2 separate regions of the Gossypium hirsutum genome follow, and region 1 is linked to region 2. Evidence: chromatin contacts called from public Hi-C data. All regions are on one chromosome and are shown on one strand. The core of a region is the stretch at or near the end of the contact, and the rest is flanking DNA. Distances in the headings are between cores, read along the strand shown.

Region 1 (3,527 bases), core at 221-2,720, 390 kb before region 2:
TCACTAAGTGATGAATTTGTGCCCAATGCTTTACACTTTGGACATCCACAAAATCAGTAAGTAAATAAATATTCTTCATGCTCATTATGAAAATCATGTCCAAACTTCTATTGCTTCACTTTAAAATTAGGTTCAAGCAGGTTATTATTTAGCTCATCATGAAAGTCAATGTGGTTTTTATAAAGATAAGAATGCTAAAATTTATTGAAACTCGATAAAAGTAATATATTAGGAATTAGATTACATTTTGGTCTTTCTATAAAAAAATAAATAAATTAGTCATTAGATCAAAAAGTAAATTGATCATTTTTGTTAAAAATTTCATCTCTTTATATGATTAAAAACTGATATAGCTAACAGAATAACCAGACAATGATACTTGGCGTGCTACGTGTACTTCATATTGACATACATTGACTCATTTTAATAGTGGAGATAAATAAATTTTTAACAAAAGAGCCAGTTTACTTTTTAATCTAATGTATAAAAATTAATTTATCCATTTATTAAATAAAAAGAAAAATATAATTCCAGTTGATAATACCATTCACACTCTTAATATTGTGGAAAAGTAAAGCACGTTTCTGATATGTTGCAATTGAGGCGTCATCACTATTCCTTTTGACGGATTAATCAAAAATAAAAAATAAAAAAAATCTTGATGGTTGGTATTGAAATATGGTCTGATGGAATCCATCAACCGAGCAAATTAAGTCAAGCAGTGGGAGACTTTTGGGAGTGATGTTAACAGTTAATCAACCAAACAAAAAGCTTTGGTTGTGGTTTAAAATTCTGCAGACATCAAGTTACAAAGGGAACATGGAATCTATGGAAAGATTAATTAGTTTGGACCAATATAGAGTCCTCCTCAGTACACATATTTATTAGTCAACCAGAGAAATCTAGCGTCTTCAACTTCACACCTCAATTAAAGAGAAAGCTGTTTAAACAAAAATCAAACACCTAACAGCAGTCACATTGAGAAGAAACTAAAGAATATGTACTATTAATTTGGAATCAATTCTATGCTCATTCCATTCGATAACAATTAATATTATGTGTTCAAGATTTTTTTTTTTAAATTTTCTTTTGAAATTAATAAATTAAAATAAAACATATTGCGTGAGTTTAAACAGTAAAACCAAACGTTATAACAATAAAAATGTAGTTGAATACGAAGGGGATGAAAAATATATAACTACATTAATTAAGCTTAAGTAACTGTAGGTTTTCAGCTCCAAACTTTTAATGTTATTTAACTTTTTCATAGAAATTTAAGCAAAATCAAGGAGTTTCTTTTTATCGGAGATGCCAAGGTGGAGTTGGAAACTTATCTCCCTTTGTTTTTATCTGTCTGGCTATGGTAATTGGGTGTACTTTTTTTTTTGGTTCATAACAATGTTTTTTTGTCAATTACCTTTTACTCTATTTTATATGGATTTTGATTCTGGCATGGAATGATTATACCATCATTTTCATATCAGAATATGATATAATAGTAAAAACACACACACATGAAAATTATATAAACAGAAGGAAGTGCCATATCTTTTACCAAGTTAACCCCTATGAAGGCATTCCCTTTCAAAGCCTATCTCTCTCTTTCTCTCACTCACACACAGTACTCACGCTTCCTCCCTTTGTTTTCTCTGGTTTCCATGAGGAGGATTCTGCTTTCTCTCCTACTTTTAGCTCACCTTGGGGAGCTCGGCGCTGAAGATAGGCTTCTGAATCCATCAAAACTGGAGATGTTCGTTGATGAGCTTCCAGATATGCCTAAAATCCAAGGTTTTCGTATGCTCAATACTTCCCCCAAACCCAAGTCACTCATGATTGGCATGTTCAAGAAAAAATGGGTAACTATATTCCTTTCTTTTCTATTCCAAATATTCTTGCTAAGCAAATAGGAGAATTTCTTTTTCAAAATCTACAGCTATTGACAACCTCCAACTTGTATTCTTATTTTTCTTTTAAGAATTATAGCGCAAAACTAGAGAAAAGAGTTAAAATGTTTTAAGTCTCCTCTTCCAGTAGCTGAAAAGAAGCGTGTTCCTCAGTCACCTTACCTTCTTGTCTTCAAAAATTGCTGCAAATTCATGTAATTACATAACCCCCAAATATAGTATAGTTAAAAACTGAGACTGGTTCTTTGCTATCTTCGACACCTTGGCCAGTTGTAAAGTTTGGTGCTTTCCCATCTTAATATATTTACCAAAATAATAATAATAATAATATAAAGTAGACAGCGAAGTGAGTGATAATAATAAGTTATGAGTTGTAGTCTTATTTTATTTATTTGTTTGATTGATTAGTTTATTTTTTACACTTTTTTATTAACAGAGTAATTAAATTATGTTGGTAAATTCGAGGGAAAAATGTTTAATCTTTTTGCAAAGCTTGGGTCTTACAACATCATCATAATCGCTCTACTTTGTCTTAATTCGAGATTTCAGAAATTCCACAGGGACTTGCCTCCAACGCCAGTGTTCGCCTATGGTGCTTCAAGCCGCAGGGCAACAGTCCCCGGTCCGACCATCGAGGCACTCCAGGGAATTGACACTTACGTGACATGGAAAAACTTTCTCCCATCAAAGCACATACTGCCATGGGATCCGACAATTCCCACTGCCATACCTGCAACCAAGACGGGTATCCCTACCGTAGTGCACCTCCATGGCGGCATGCATGAACCCGCCAATGATGGAAACGCAAACTCATGGTTCACTGCTGGATTCAAAGAGAAGGGTCCTGACTGGTCTAAGAGAACATATCACTACAACAATAATCAGCAGCCTGGAAGTCTTTGGTACCATGATCATGCCATGGGGTTGACCAGAGTCAACCTATTAGCCGGTCTGATTGGAGCCTATGTTATTCGACACCCTGAGGTTGAGGGCCCACTTGAACTTCCCCACGGCGTAGAGTTCGATCGGCCTTTGATCGTCTTTGATCGTAGCTTTCGTAAGGATGGATCCATATACATGAATTCCACAGGAAACAACCCCTCTATACATCCGCAATGGCAGCCGGAATATTTCGGCGACATAATCATAGTGAATGGTAAGGCATGGCCGAAGATGACGGTTCGACGTCGTAAATACCGATTACGTATAATCAACGCTAGCAATGCTAGATTCTTCAGATTTTTCTTCACAAATGGCTTGGAGTTCATCCACGTGGCATCTGACTCGACTTACCTCGGGGAACCCGTGGTGACCAATGAAACTCTGCTGGCACCCTCAGAGATTGCTGACGTGGTCGTTGACTTTTCAAAATCAGAGACGGATGAAGCTGTTCTAGCTAACGATGCACCCTACCCTTACCCTTCTGGTGACCCAGTCAATGGATCAAACGGTAAAATCATGAAATTTACAATCAAGAAAAAGAGAGAGTTTGACACGTGGCGAGTACCCGATAAATTGATCCAATATCCTTCCCCGGATTTATCCAGTGCGACGCAAAGACGATACATCGCAATGTACGAATACACAAGCGACATCGGCGAGCCTACGCATCTCTACATCAAT
Region 2 (3,437 bases), core at 204-2,703:
TGATTTTCAACCAATTGGTATTCTCTGTAACCCTCATTCTCCACGGCATCATTCTCACAGGTTTGATCTTCACCTCCAGTTTGGCCCTCAGATGAACCTTGGAGAAGAAGTGCCTTCTTCCTGAAGTGAGCTTCAAAGTAAGCTTTCTTCTCTATAACTGAACCTGGTTTCGAGAATTTCTCAACCTCTTCAAGATATCTATTGTGTGAGAAAGAGGATCTCCTTTCCCAAGCTAAGGGTTCATTTTCAAATCTGCCAAATGATATAGAACCAGAATGCAAAGATTCTGTCTGCCAAGATTGAAAAGAATGTGGAGTTAGAATAAATCAAATAGGTGGACAAGTTATCAGAGAATAAAGTAAATCGTATTTTATGAGCCAGTTCATGGATCAGAAACTCATAAAAATGGTTAGCAAGATCAAAATTCACCAGCACTTAAATACCCATTGGTAGAGGTACTTGAGATACCGTAAGCCTTTATAGCTAAAGACAATCTTCTGTAGATTTTCAGCTTTTCAAAAATAATATAGTAGACATTTCTAATGGCACAAAAGTGGTTCCATAGATAATTTGAAGTTTGAAAAAGAATAACTAACATATCTAATACTATAATTATAAGTTAATGTCAAAACTAATGGCTAACATACATACCATCTCCTAAGAACAATTCCATTTCTTTGTCTGAGATACATTATGTATGCTTTTGTGTATACATGACATTTTATTCAATAATATCATCAAAACTGAGATAGGAAACAGGGATCATGATCAAACTAGAACTAATCAAGATATGGACTAAGAGAAACTGAAACCTAAATAGCAAGTAAATGAACTTGAGTCATCCAAAAGGGGATATATATGTACAAACTATGAACATGAAGTAAGTTCGTTTTGCAAATGAAGTGAACCAACCACTACAAATTTTTTTTTCCTTGTTTTAAACTTCATCAATGAGATTAAAATTTCATTAGTTAAAAACAAATTGAGGTTCCACCATTTCTAAACATAAACCGGTTTCACAATATTCAGTAAGCACTACAACAATTACCCAGTTGACAAATATAATTCCATTGATGAAACACATAATAGAAATTCCAAACACCTAACCAAAAGGAAAGAAAGAGCAAGAAAATTTACCAGAAAACTAATGTTGAAAGGCTCTTGAAACTCTCCCGCCATTCGCAGCAGTTACCTCAAAATTCAAGAGTGAGTAAGCTACATCCTCAGCGTATCAAACGGATCAAGTCAATCAAATTAAAAACAAAACACATTTCTTCACAACTTCAACAGTAACACACGAATCTTAACTAAAAGTGCTTTGCGAGTAACACGCCAAAAACAGAAAAAGCCAAAGCTCCAAGGTTTTTTTTTTTTCTCGTTTCTTTTCAGATCTTTCTAAAAGAAGGAATAAATATTGTGAATTTGTTTGTGTATAGTGTTAAGAGTAGAAAGTTTGTGAACGTAATAATAATAAAAAAAACCTTTTATCATGTGGGGTTGGTTGTCCTTTTTGTCTTGTTCTCATCAGATCATCACCGCACTTATAATCGGACGGCTGTGATTATGGATCAGAGGAGGAAGAAGATCTAGAGAAAGCTCGCATTCGGATTGGGAACGACACCGTTTTCTGGTATGGTTGGTACTGCAAGTGTTGGGTAATGTCCCACGTTTGAGCTTCATTTATCTGTTGTTGACTTTCCCAGCATTGCTTTTACGACTTATGATCACTGTTGTACTCTTTTCCCATAAAAGGGTCTCTGAAGTCCGAGAATACTTAAAACATTTTTTTCTTAAGTTACTTAAAGCTTATTTTATTTTATAATTTTTAAGAGATTAATAAGATTAATCCACTGTTTATGTACAATTTTTCATGTAAAAAATAAATAATATTTTTTTTGAAATAATATAATCGAAATCAATTTATAGTGTTTTAAGTTTAATTTCCATTATACATTTATTAAAAAAATTCATCATCATGTGGCTATTTATTCAATATATGTTTTTTTTAAATTAGAATAAAATCATTTTAATCCATTTAATTGTAGTATAAATAATATATAAACTTGATGAGTAATTTTTTTGTTGTGTTTTATTAAAGGGGGACAATCAAATATTTATATACATGATTAGTGTTTATAAACACACGTGTACTATTCTAGGCTATTTGCTAGACTTCGTTGCCCCACATGCAAGCTTCTTAGATATATGTGAGCTGAGACAACGAGCTCCTTTTGCGAGCACCAAGTGACATGTGCAAACTAAGACAGCAAACTTCCCTTACAAACTTTCGAGACACGGGTGAGTGACCTAAATCTTATCTAGTTCTCGAGTTAATGATCATAAGAACATAACAAAACCTTTTAAAAATAAGATAATATATAGTTAAAAATTTTAATTAATATAAATGAGATTTATAATCATTTTAATATTCTCATTAAATCAAAGCTTTTTAATCTTTATATAGAAATATATATAACATAAAAATCAATTGATATTTTAATTAAAATTATAAAATTACATATTTAGTATTTAATGTGCCCTTTATTCAAATCAAATCACATCATAATAGTATAAATTATTTTATAAAAAAGAACGAAATTTTAATAATTACCAAATGAAATTGAAACTTGATTAATAAATCCAATTAATTCAATTAAAAATTTTGTAATAATAGAGATATATGGATTATTATCCTATCGGAAAATTGGGATCAATTAGATATTGTGGGTGATCTGCCTATCGGAAAAAATAACAATTGGAAGTTTATTTTTTAATCTAGTAGGGGTTGCAAGCTAAACTACTAATATAATTTGTTCTCTCTTCTGGATCCTTATATTTATTAATATTTGATTGAATAAATTTATTTTTATTATAGATTTAATGATATTTGTTGGAGATAAATCCAAATTAAGCAACGAATAAGAATGAATAAAGAAAATTGGATACAAATATTTATATGGAAAAACTCCTCTAACGAGGATAAAAAACCACGGGTAAAAAAAAACTTCACTAAAAGCTACAAATAACCGAAGAAGAGTACAAGATAGAAAAAATTTAAAACAAACCCTCGCATCCTAAAAAATACAAAGCTCTCTGGCTAAAAATAAATTTCCCCCTTAAACTCTCTTTTGTAGGTTGCTAAAAGCTTATTTATATGCTGAAATTCGTGGGCGTATCTGATTAAAATATCCCTAGAGTAATCAGAGTTTAAGTGGAAAAAGATATTAGAGTATAACTAGGAGAAGAAACGCAATTTATGTGGGAACACGTCACCATATCGCAACACCCCAACACTTCTTGTTGTGATGCTGTCCGTCTTCGTCACGTCGAGAATCGCCTCGTTGCGATGTCATCTCTGCTTCGCTGTTTCAAACATTTTCACATTGTCCCAACGCTCCTCGTCATGATGTCGGGTCTGTTTTGGACCTTCTTCGATT

The links. A called contact is a pair of places that touch in the nucleus more often than the background predicts.
Region 1: a Hi-C map of leaf shows a contact between it and region 2, with 2.0 times the contacts expected there. The contact joins the promoter of LOC107886442 here to the promoter of LOC107886357 in region 2. A contact is called at or near these places in 2 of 34 Hi-C or Micro-C datasets (leaf and seedling).

The regions. Positions count from the first base shown.
Region 1 is chrA03:90,275,270-90,278,796 of Gossypium_hirsutum_v2.1, reverse strand. LOC107886442 (multicopper oxidase LPR1) reads left to right here and starts at 1,470. Exons shown (of 3, transcript XM_016810399.2): 1 at 1,470-1,856; 2 at 2,454-3,527. The coding sequence starts at 1,569.
Region 2 is chrA03:89,883,103-89,886,539 of Gossypium_hirsutum_v2.1, reverse strand. It overlaps LOC107886357 (protein WVD2-like 7), which reads right to left and starts at 1,453. Exons shown (of 10, transcript XM_041097300.1): 1 at 1,138-1,453; 2 at 1-290. The coding sequence starts at 1,179.